Regions from separate parts of the Mus musculus genome. Here region 1 is linked to region 2. The links are chromatin contacts, called in public Hi-C maps. All regions are on one chromosome and are shown on one strand. The core of a region is the stretch at or near the end of the contact, and the rest is flanking DNA. Distances in the headings are between cores, read along the strand shown. Region 1 overlaps Gm35533 (a long non-coding RNA gene). Region 2 holds the start of Kitl (kit ligand).

The links. Hi-C and Micro-C count contacts between places; a contact is called where the count stands out from the background.
Region 1: a contact with region 2 is called in a Hi-C map of Sertoli cells, with 3 times the contacts expected there. The contact joins the enhancer-like site here to the promoter of Kitl in region 2. A contact is called at or near these places in 7 of 484 Hi-C or Micro-C datasets (Sertoli cells, embryonic stem cells, granulocyte-monocyte progenitors and 4 more), 3 of 115 datasets of contacts at active chromatin or transcription factors (embryonic stem cells, heart atrium and neural progenitor cells) and 2 of 9 other capture datasets (adipose tissue and embryonic stem cells).

Annotation. Positions count from the first base shown.
Region 1 is chr10:100,126,874-100,133,267 of GRCm38.p6, reverse strand. Gm35533 (a long non-coding RNA gene) reads left to right here. Exons shown (of 4, transcript XR_380751.2): 4 at 3,198-3,400. Among named protein-coding and RNA genes, the nearest start is that of Gm35533, 14 kb to the left of the region's middle. Within about 2 kb of position 1,742, at least 8 of the 459 cell types and tissues checked have an H3K27ac peak or open chromatin away from gene starts, as enhancers often do. A contact at or near this core is called in Sertoli cells, where this site is marked.
Region 2 is chr10:100,011,135-100,017,489 of GRCm38.p6, reverse strand. Kitl (kit ligand) reads right to left here and starts at 1,669. Exons shown (of 10, transcript NM_013598.3): 1 at 1,455-1,669. The coding sequence starts at 1,469.

The sequences.
Region 1 (6,394 bases), core at 493-2,992, 120 kb before region 2:
AGGTTTCTTTGTGTAGCCCTGGCTGTCCTAGAACCAGCTCTGTAGACCAGGCTAGCCTTGAACTCACAGAGATCCACCTGCTCCCTAGTGCACTTGAGGCATCAGAGGGTCCTCCGCTCTGCCTGGCCTTAAACTTATTTTTTTTCTTATCAATAAGATAACTATTTATTAAGTTGATAAGGTTGAATTACTGAGCCCTTACTCTCTATCCATAAAAAATCAGAAAAAAAGGCAAGTATTATGAACGCATACTGTCCTGAACAAGTTGCTCAACATTTTATGACAGAAAATGCAGCCAAAATCTCCCATGTCCACTCTGCTCAAAGAGAAGCATATGGGGTCTGCCTGGGGAGACCATAAATCAAACAAACAAACAAAAAAACCAGTAAATTAAAGAAGGATGGCGCTTGAGTATGCCTAGATGAAACAACAAAGGATATTAAATATGGATTTAAAGGAAATGGATACAATTTTTAGATAATGTGGACACAGAAAGAAAGTTAGTTGTACTAGGAGGTGAATGAAATAACTGAATGAGTTTGCAGTTGCCTGAGCCGATGTTCTCTGGACTTGACAGGGAGTGACTACTGGGCTACCTGTGTAGGCAGTCCCATCCACTGTGAACTCTGTGAACATGGAAGCATGTTTAAATCCTCCCTCCCCTCCCTTTTCCTTCTCCCCTTCCCCACTCTCTCCTCCTGGGCTTCTCTGTACAATGGAATTGCAATATGTACTTGCTGCAGAGAGCGATTCACAGAGCAATGATGACACAGAGCACCCCTGCAGTATTTACCTACTCTTGGCTGGGACCCAGAATAGATTTTTTTTTTCTTTCATCAGCTTAGGTCTTTAAAGATCAGCACTTAATCTTTCAATTTCTTTCTCTGTGTGCAATATAAAAAGCAGAAGCTGGAATCTATTATATAGAAAACTAAATGTTTTTAAAAATGATTTTAGGGTTCATTGGTCCTAAGTGAAACAGTATGTCACTATATCCCACTGATGTGGTGGCTATGTAAGGTTAAGAAACTGTATGCTCGTGCTTCTCTTGTTAAAATATTTGAATCTCACAAACTCTCTTTTTTTTATTATTTTCAAGATTCTACTGTTTAAGTCCAGGATTTAACTCTTGATAAGGAAAACAGCTCAAAATTAATTTCTTCTTGCTTATTATCCCACAGAATCTAATCCTGAATTGATGATAAAATTGATTCTATTTTTTTTTCACATTGTTAGCTTCTTGTGTCCTCTGCTTTCTGTGTCCCTGTGAGTAATTTTTTCCACTGCTCATTAATAGTTTTAGGCTTGGAATCTATCCCAATCTCCAAACTACTCACATCCATGGCTGTTCACACTGTGTCCATGCTGGACGGTGTTTCATTGATCCATTCTTGTTTGTATATGTAACTCTGAGCATAGAATGCATGCGATTGCCCAGACTCAGTACATTGCACAAGCCACACAGCAGTGAGCAGCCATTCGTTAGACTTCAACGCCCAAAGTCCAAAGGGATTTCTGCTCATGCTCTTAACTAAAGACTGTTTTCTCTTTGGCATTTTAGTTATAATATGAGATGTTCAAGTGTCTCTAATTATCCTAGGTGGCCTAACAGGAAAACAGAATGCTAAAAACTAAGCAAAGACCACAGATTCGACAGAGTTTGGGCTCTCTCTACTCAGCCCCAACCTTCCCTAAGCATCTTCAGAAAAGGAGTGAGCATTCCAGAGTAGGATTTATGTGCTGTGTCTGCCGCTTCTATTCCTCTCCGTTGTTTGTGTCCTTGAGCCTTAAAATGTATCATCTTACAGCTACAATGGAATGAGATTTAAACTTAATAGTACTGTTATAATATTCAACAGCTTTAGCACTTGCAGATTGAGATTTAAAGTTACAACAACCAAAGTAATAAAATGGCAAAGAATTTTGGTTTTAACAATATCTATAAGCTAATGGTTTAGTGCTATGTGTATAACCAGTTAAAATGCACACATGGGTTGACACTGGTGTGCAAAAGCATTCATAACAGCGTTGGGTTACAAACATCTCATAAATAAATGTCATACATTGCACTCTGCAAAGCTACACAGCAAGAGGTTAAACAAGGACATACAAAATCTCACTAGCAGGCTGGAAAGATGGCTCAGTGGTTAAGAGCACTGACTGCTCTTCCAGAGGACCTGAGTTCAATTCCCAGCAACCACATGGTGGTTCACAACCATCTAATGGGGTCTGATGCCCTTTTCTGCTGTGTATGAAGACAGTGACAGTGTACTCACATATATAAAATAAATCTTTTAAAAAAATCTCACAAGAATATTGTTGCATGTGTAGAAACTGGACTCAAATCAGTACATACTGAACAATTTCTTCTGCATGCTTTCAGAGAGAGATTAAATTAACCTTTGACATTATAGTTAGTCATGACAGTGACTATCCTTTGGTGGAGTATAGAACATGTCACAAGCCATGCTGAGAATATGAGACTCTAAAAATATTTTGAAGGATCCTGAGTAATTGGTACATTCAATTGGTGAAAATTCAACAAAACAAACCCTTAGACTTGTTCTCTATTTAGTATATGCATTACATTTTGAGGCCATTTTAAACTTTATATATGTGATCATTTTATATATACAAACAGTTTTCTTCCAAAAGCTAGCAACACTGGTTTTATGAAGGAAACCCCACTCTTAGCAAACCAAAGGAGTGAAATTTTAATAAATTCATTAAATTCAACAAACTTTCGCTGGAAACTCAGTGAAAATATTGAAAAATACCAACTGTAGCAGTCAGCTGTTGAATAAAAGAGTGTGGGGCTGGGGGTGTAGCTCAGTTGGTTAAGTACTTTACAGGTATGCAGAACACTAGACTCAAGTTTTAGCACCCTGTATCCCCAGCACTTTTGAGAGAGAGAGAGAGAGAGAGAGAGAGAGAGAGAGAGAGAGAGAGAAGGAACAGAAGGTCAAGGACATAGTTGGCTTCATACTAAGTTTTAGGCTTGCTCAGACACTCAGTCTAAATAAACAAGTGTACACAGTGAATATTTAAAAGGGGATAATTGAAAAATATGACAATTCCATTACCTAGGTATAATATAACTATAAAATGTGCTTTCCACATGTTACAAATGTAAACTTGTTGTCTCTTCATATAGAATGCTTAACATTTAATATAAAGACTTTCTCTATTTCTTTCAGATGTTTGATGGAATGTGCATTTTTACAACAGGAGACACTGGGAGCAGGAGGTGGCTCAGCAGTTAAGTGTGTATTGCTTTGGCAGAACCTAGCTTGGTCCTATCTAAAGCCTGTAACCGAGCTTCACTGGATCTGATACCTCTGGTCTCCTCTGGCTCCTGTACATATCCAAAATTAAAAACAATAAAAATCAATCTTAGAAATTTTAAGATTTCATAAATGTATCAAAAGATGGCCTAGTTGGCCATCACTGCAAAGAGAGGCTCATTGGACTTGCAAACTTTATATGCCCCAGTACAGGGGAATGCCAGGGCCAAAAAGGGGGAGTGGGTGGGTAGGGGATGGGGGGGTGGGTATGGGGGACCTTTGGGATAGCATTGAAATTGTAAACGAGGAAAATACTTAATAAAAAAAAAGATTTCATAAATAGACATAGGTACTGTTTGCAGTATTACAAACAGCAAGGAATTGAGAGCAACCTCAGTAAGGCCGATAAATTCTATTTCCTTCAGTTTCCTTAACATGTATGGTACTGTTTTTCATTTGTCAACATGTTCTTTTACAACATATATTCATTGCCTCAACAGCCAAGAATTTCCATTTTCTTAAGGAATTTTAATATTCTTTTTAAAAAACATTTTGTTGTAATTTATTAGTTTGGGTGTTTGGCCATCATGCCTGTGCAGCATGCAGGTGCCCCGTGCTTGAAAGAGACAAAAAAGAGGACATGAGATACCCTGTAGCAGAGGTCACAGTCAGTTGTGAAGCACTAGGTGGGAACTAGAAGTTGAAGCCAGGTCTTCCGAAGAAAATACAAAGTTAACTTTGGAGCCTGCTCTCTAGCCCTTGACTAGGACGTTTTAGGTATTGAATCCTGTTTGAAATGTTACCTATCTTAGCTGAAGACGATGCCTGGTGAGCCAAGAGGGCAGCTTAGGAGTCTGGAGCCTTCATGAGCTAAAAAGGAGGTAAGAAATGAGAGATGGGTAGGGTGGGAGGAAAGACGAAAAGAAATTTCCCAAACATAACAATTTGATTTTCCCGTGTCTTCATCCTGAGTAGAGGAACCGAATTCTTTCAAACTCTGCACAAAGGTTATGGTTATAATAGAACACCTTTAGGGAAAGGCTGGAGTTGAATCTACAGACCGGCAACAAGAGAACGCGCCGGCATTTCCTCTACCTGGACAAGTAGAAGAACTTACATATGGACAGAAATGCTAAAAATAAATACATAAATACCTTACTAGACCATATAAATCAATAAACACAGCTGCAACTCAGCTTCCCAAGCAGGATCTTAAAATTACCCACGACAGCCCTAACATGCTCTACACAAGGAGCCACGGGATGCTGAGACAAAGGAGTCTGCTCTCAACCAACCGCTATTAAGCTATCCTCCGTTTGAATGGCTGAATGAACGGTAGAAAAACACTAGTCCAAGTGAACTCAAATGCTGGCCCCTTGCTGAGGCCCTGGGGGACCCTTGATCACACGCTCCATTGGCTGCTCTCTAAACCCACTGAGCTTCCTCCACTGCCTCGCTGGTTACTCACTGCTTCTCCTGGAAGTGAGCTCTTCAGCTCCAATTAACTGTCAAAACACTGCGCGCACGCACACACCTACTCCGGCTCCTTTGTTGTGGTCCTCCCCACAGACCACACGGTTCAAGCTTTCCCCTCAGCGACTTTTCATCATTTCATGAGCTTGCCTCGTGGACGGACACTCTTGTTTTAGCCCTGCGCACAGCAGCTGGTGTAGTATCTGGCTTTTGTTATCGACCATTGTTAGGGGATGACCAGCTGAGCACAGTTGGGCTGCCATTAGGCTTTGATGCTGCACCAGGACTGGCGGTGTTTCAAGGCCTTAATGGTTTTTCTCTTGCCACTTGCTGTCGGTTTGTTACCAGCCAACAGGGCAGGGCTTTTACGGAAACACGCAACAGCTGTATTTTCAGTCTTCACACTGATTACATCGTTCTTGACTCACTTCATCACTTTGGGCAGACAGAGGCCACTCTTTTTATTTATTTGTGCTGACTCTTGGCTCTGTTTTACACCCTGAAAGGATGGGCAGGACCCTTTATCCTCCTTCATGCGTTATGCACATCTGCTTAACGATAGGATAAACATGTGGTCTTGTAAACACTTAGATCAGGAGAATAAGGGAACAAGAGCAATGGTTACCCAACCAATGAATTGTAGCAGCCTAATGATAGTCTATGCTGAGTCTCATTCTTTTCACCCGAAAGAAGTACTTCATTTTTCTCAGCTTATATAAAGGTTTTAGGTGCAGCACAGTGGTTCAGTTAAGGTCTCAAACAGAATTAAATAACTTGAATTAACGCTATCGCTCAGATGAGAACCACTGAAAGGGGTATTTTGTTCTTTTTGTTTTGTTGCTTATTTGTTTTTTAGTTTTACTAATATTATTGTCCAATTATTATTCCATTTAATTCTCATATTCAAGCTATATGAACGGCAATACTATCCCTGTTTGGAGAGGGAAAACTAGGTTAGTTTGCAACATCACTTGGTACTTCCAACAGCTATGAGAAGGTCAGCTTCTAGTTAGGCACATTGCTACACAGATAAAAGGACAAACTTTGCAGTCCACTTTGGAGCTCGCTATGAGAATTTGAATGATGTCTAGTTGGGGATTGTATGCCTTTGCTTAGAATCATCCTTAAGGAACAGAGGCTATCTCATGCCCCCAACCCCCACCCTAGGTTTCCCTGAAAGCAAATGTAATGGCTGAAGCTACAGCAAGTCTTTTGATTACAAGATAATAATAATAATAATAATGACACTATTCATTGGTACAGGAAGATGAAAATATTCTGAGTCTGTAACAGTGTGAAGTTGTCATATATTGCTTCAGAGAACCTACCCCTAGATTCATTTTATCTGAATGAGAAAGAAATATTTAAGTCACTATTTTTCAGATCTTTATCTTCTAAAATAATATATGGGAATGGCTAATGTATACAAGCAGCAAGTTGGCTATAGTTGCTTACAAGCTAAGAAGACTCTATCACTGTGTCATCTGGAGACAGCATCCTCCATAAACTGGGACATTTCACTCCATTTGCAAGCAAAAGGGCAGTGGTGGGTATTACAGCTGCACTGTCTGTGAGTTAAGGCTGACATTGCAGACCATGTGGCTTCCAGGAGTGGGAGGTGACTCCCATGCATATCA
Region 2 (6,355 bases), core at 420-2,919:
GATACCTGCCTTCCCTTTCTCCTGAGCCTGACTCAGGGCAGCTGCTCTAAGCAGAACACCTCCAGGATGCCAGGCCATGCTCCCTCCCCCTATCTGTTTCCAAGCCAGGAAAAGGTGCTTTATTCTTGCTGTTTCCTCATGGGTCGGTATCCCAGCCTAGATAGCTATTTAAAATAAGACGTCCTATGAGTAATTTAATAAATTACCTCCAACACACTGATGCCTTCATCAATGCTGAAAATGAGCACAAAACCTCCCATCCCATCCCCTTCCATACATTTCAGAAATTTACATCACCTATAGAATGGAGGGAGCAGGGCACCTGAAAGAACAGCTTTACCCAACCTGCTGCAGACAGAACACTTCAGAAAGGAAGAACCATGAAGAGGTAGCAACCGCGAGGGTAGAGGGTAGAAAGAACTATAGAGGAGAAAGAATTACTACAGTGGCTCTTTCCACACATACACCCTCCCCCGTCAACGAAGAAAAGACATAATTGTACCCCCGGGCTATGTTTTATGCATAAAGCGCAATTTAGAGACCCTGGGCATTATCTCAATAACTATCTTTAGGAGGTGCACATTAAAAAAAAAAGGAGAAGTAGGAAGAAGAAGAGGGAGGAGGAGGAGGAGGAGGAGGAGTAGAAGAAGAAGAAGAAGAAGAAGAAGAAGAAGAAGAAGAAGAAGAAGAAGAAGAAGAAGAAGAAGAAGAAGAAGAAGAAGAAGAAGAAGAAGAAGAAGAAAAGAACTTTTGCTGTTCTGTAATGGGAGAGGTTGTCTTGTCATGCAGTGTGGAAGTACTACTACTCCATCTAGAGCTTTCTGGAGGGCCCACCCAGAGCTGTGAACCCGGCCGACACCGCAGGCTGCCAAGTTTTCCCCGCCTGCCGGGCAGGTTCTGCACCCCGCCTGGCGCTGCCGCCTAGGAGCTCTGGGTTGGCTTCGCTCCAGCGGCTGAGCCCGCGTCCGCACCGCGTCCCGCGCCCACCTGGGGACTGCACAGATAAATCTGCCTGCGAGAGCGAGCGAGGGTGGCGCGTGGGAAGCTGTTTCATAATCTCCCCGAATCCACGGGGAAAGACCTCCGGTCCAAAAAAATTAAAAAATTAAATAAGAAACCCAAGCCTTCCCGGTGATAACTCCAACACCCAGGCGGAGGAAGCGTAGCCTGCATCGGCGGTTTGCCACTGACAGCTTCAAACTTCGCAGCTGCGGCTGCAAACTTGCCACAGGCTCACTCTCAGCCCTGGCTCTCCCCAGCTCCCGGGCTCACCCCTGGGGCGGCGGCTCGGGCTCTCACACCACGCCTGTCTCTCCCACACCCTCCTGGCTCACCGGGAGGGCGCAGCCCCACATGGCCTGGTTGCCGGTCCCAGAGCGCGCCGGGCTCCCCGGGGCTCCCGGAGCGATTTTCTTGGAAAGCTTCCGAGCTCCTCCCGGGCGTGCCCTACTCACTTGTGTCTTCTTCATAAGGAAAGGCAGCGCTGCGATCCAGCCCAGGCAGCGGTGTGGCGACTCCGTTTAGCTGTTCTGGAGCTCCAGCATATTGCACCAGCAGCGGCTGCAGATAGTCCCAGCATTGGGTAGCTCGAACGCAGCGCCCCGTCCTTGGCCGTTGCTTTCCCGCGGCACTCTCGGTCCCGGTGACAGACAGCAAATGAAGCCCCGGCTGCTGCGCCGCCAGCGCTTTTTATACAGCTCCCTCCCGCCCGCCCGCCAGCTCCGGACACGCCTCCTTCCCTTCCGGAGCCTCGGGGAGGAGAGCCGCGCACCGAGTCCAGGCTGGGAGACCCGGGAGCGCGCTGAAGGGCGGGGATCTTCCCAGAGGTTGGACCGATCGAGCCTGGTGCGTCCCCTGTCTGGGTACTGGCCAGAGTCCCTGAGGCACCGGGAGTCTCGGATGCCGCTGAGCAACCTGCAGTAGCTGCCCTGTGCCCGGCTCCCCAGTCCGCAGCAAGCTCACCAGCACTGTCCGGGTACCCTCGTTGCACCGCGCACAGTGGAGAGGGTCCTGGCTCAGGAGCCGCGTGGTCGGATAGACTTCACTTGGTTCTTTTCCCCTACCTCGCCTCAGGGAAATAGAACCAACAACCAAAAAAGTTTAATTACAATCCCATTGTCTTAGCTAGTTTTTCTCTTCTCTTCTTTTCTCTTTTCTTTTCTTTTCCTTTCTGTTCCGTTCCTTTCTCTTCTTTCTTTCCTTCCTTCTTCCTTCCTCCCTTTCCTTTTTCCTTTTGTTTCTCCTCAGTTACTTTAGTGAGAAAACAAGTGACTCAGGATTAAATGGTACTAAAGGAGATGCTGTTTTCAACAGTTTACTACAGAGCCTTTGGAAAACAAAATTGAAAGAAAAAGATAGCTTACTAACTGCGGGTTGTTCTCACAGAAAGGGTTTTGAAAGGTCCACTTTCAGATTAGGAAAGTTTGTAAAAATCAGAAAGCGAACAATGGCCATAGTAACACATCTCATAACATTATGTGATGGATCTTTTATTACGTAGTAGGTGTTGTGCAAGAACTATTCATAAATTATCTCTTTTGCCCATAGGCCTAGTGTGTGCCTGGTGAGTGAGTGAGTATGTGTGTGTGTGTGCGCGCGCGTGCATGTGTGTGTGTGTGTGTGTGTGTGTGTGTGTGTGTTTTCCATGTTATAGATTAAGAAATAGCCTCAAGAGGTTAATTCCCCCCCCCAAAAAAACCCCGAGAGTTGTGATTCAAATCCAGAACCTTGGACATACTGCCCTAAAAAAAAAATAATATGCCAAATAAGAATGTTCTTTTTCTCGAAGCCCTTCAATATTTTTAAAGGTAATTGAGGAAAACGAAAAGGCATTTTGTTATTTTTATAAGGAAAATATTAGCCTCAAATCCCCATCAGTAATTTTTTGGAACAAGTATGCTGTCCAGTCATTCTTATAAGAGAGGAGTATTCCAAATTTGGTTTGAGAAGCTCACTTGCCATTGTTAAAAAACAAACAAAACAAAAAGTTAATATGCCAAACTCCCTTTGCTAGTTGCCTACTTGTGCTGCGAGAATTTAACTCAGAATAAATGTTGTAAATGGTCACATGTTCATCTTACTGTTGAGGGTCAAAAGTCCAAAATGGCTATTGTTGAGGGAAAACCAGCTGTTGCCAAGACTGCATTCCTCTCCGCAGGCTGAGTGAGAGAATTCATTTCCTTGCCTTTCCCAGCTTTGAAGGCTGCCCAGGTTCCTACACTCACAGCCACCTTTATCTTCAAAGCCAGCAATGTTGAACTAAGTCTCCTATCAGACCAATCTTACCTACTGGTCTGCCTCCCTGTGCCACTTCTAAGGGATTGGGAAATTGCATTGGTTTACCTGATGATTGGTGATCCAGAAAAAAATATGTCCCACTTTAAAGGCAATTGTTTATCAATCTGAATCCTGGATTCTTGACGGAAGTGCTAGGGAGCATATATAACAGATGCCAAGCACGAGGAAGGACATGGCTACTTTGGAGCTGATATCCTGTCTGCTGCACTCATCTGCAACTTTGTGGAGGGAAGTCTGTGCTGCGAGCTCCCAACTAGAACAGTAATTCCTTCAGTTACAAGATTATTACATTTTGGTGTGGGAGACCAGAAGAAAAGCTAAAAATATCATACCACTGATTTTTCCCCTCAACAAAAAAAACGGTGCAGCATACCATTTTGACCAGAAAAAGCAAGAAGGCTAAAATGGTACCAATTATAATCACATTGGAAACTCTTAAAGTAAGGGCTCCTGTCTGATACTGTTGCCCCTTCAGTGTACAACCCCTTCAGTGTGCCTTTGGTTTGTCAGACAGAATCAAATACCCATTGTATGTACAGAGGATTTTTATCCTACAGTTTGCCTTGAGATCTAATGAATTTTTAGGGAATTTGATTTTCCGTATGATTCACCTGTAGGCTGTAAGAACTTGTTTCTAAGATTCAAAGCCAGGCATTTATAACCACAAAAGCCCTGAGATGACATTATTAGGTTCATGGTTTACAGAATGCTGAGTTTGTTTATAATGTGAATATATGCTAAAAAGTATATTCAATAATAGAATAGATCAGCAGAATATAAGTGATTTCAAATAGACATTTAAATGTTTTCTGTATAAATCTCCTTATCAAAATTAATATAAAAAATAACTGGGCTATATAAAGAAAGGTAGGCTGTGCACATGTTTAACTTAAGAGATAGAGGCCGATGGATCTCTCTGAGTTCCAAACCAGCCAGAGCTAAATAGTAAGGTTGTGCTGAAGAAGGAAGAAGAAGAGGTGGAGGAGGAGGAAGAGAAAGAGAAAAAAGGAAAGAACAAGAAAAAGAAGAAGCAGGAAAGAATGGAGCAGGGATGAACATAAATACCTAGAATATTACAAAGAAATGCTTCATCTGAATACCTGGAACATAGCGAGTGTTTTCCTCTATTAACGTTACATTGTGAGGCCGGAGAGTTAGCTCAGTTACTGAAAGCATTTACTGTCTTACCAGAGGACCCAAGCTGCATTGTCAGAACTATTAGGTGGATGGACGTCACTCAGGACACTCAACATCCTCTTCTGAATCCTATGGCCACTGGCACACATGTACCAGACACACAGATACACACATATGCATGTGAATAAAAATAAATATTTTAGAAGGAGATCATCTTCATGTGAGCCAATGCAGTGAAAAACTGGGGACATGGATTAAATCTGCAGAACCCTTGGAAGAGTGGACAGAGCATCAACTCCACGGAGTCACCCTCTTTACTCTGTACGCAGACTTTGGCATGTGTGAAGCCCCACAGATATCATACACATACATGCATAATAGCAATAATGAAAGTCATAAAAATATTTTGAGGTCAAGTATTTACTTTTTTCAAGTGTTAATGACACATATTTAACAAATAAGAATTGCATGTGTATCATGTACATTATATATATGTATGTGTAAAATATATATAGAAATGTGTATATATGTGCATACACATACATATATATGTGTGTGTATACATATTATATATATGTATATGTATGTACATATTTATGTATGTACACATGTATATACACATATACATGTGTATATATGCATATATCTATGTACACATGTATGTATATATGTGTATATACACATATATTATATGTACATATATAGGTACTTACAAATATATGCATATATATGTATATACACATACATGTGTGTGCACACACGTATATATGTATTATATGCATGTATGTGTAAATATATATAGAAATGTGTATATATATGCATATGTGCATATGCACATATACAAATGCAAATACATATATGTACATATATGTACACATATACACATATACATAGGTAAATAAATATATGTCCATATGTGTACATACATACATGTATGTATATGTACATATATGTACATGCACACAAATACATATGTACATATGGGTGTTATGGCTGTATGTATGTCTATACACTATGTAGTACCCAAGGAGATAAGAAGAGGGTATCATATCCCAAGGAACTAGAGTTACAGAAGGTTGTGAGATGTCTTGTGGGTGCTGAGAATTGCGTCTGGTCATCTGGAAGATCAATCTGCACTCCTCGTCATTCAGCCATCTCTCCAGCCCTACAGAAAATCAAGCCACCTGGCATGGGTGCATTCTCTCGTATACTTACAGTTTGGGGACTGAGGTTATTTAAGATCTACGTTGTCTGCAATGCCCAAGTATACAACACATTATCCTGCCATAGTGTGGTAAATACTATCATTTTGGTGATCTAGTCAAGGGACTTGAAAGCGGAAGGAATGTAAGGAAGACATAAAAGGGATTGGGAAGGGCTGGTAGTAGCCACATGCAACAGATCAGCTCATCCAGAGCTGGGGACTGCTCAGAAGTCATGGACTTTACAGCTGGTCTTCTTCAGCAGACATAGGTCCGCATATCAGGCAGAGAATCAGGCTGGATGATATCCTAGCAGAAAAGGGGCACTGGGGTGTTTTCTCATGGAAGCAATGTGCTCCCTGTCAAACAGTTCAGAGTTTAAGAAGTAGCATGTTGGGGAGAAAGCTTTCCTACAGCTATCTAGTCGTCTATACTTCTTAGGCTATTAGTCGATAGCCTTTTGTACACTTTAAAATAGTAATATACTTATGGAAAAACTGGGGAAGCTCTACGCTTTTTTTTTGTTGTTGTTGGGCATGTTTAATTTAGACAATAGGTGTGATAAATCTTTGCCTTAAACACAAGACCTAGCTTGTGTTCTTTTACTACTTTGTGGTTGTCCTCTTTTGAATACATATGGTGATTTTACGTGGATGTGTGTATATGCGTGTGCGTAAGCACACAGGCATACACACACACACACACACACACACACACAT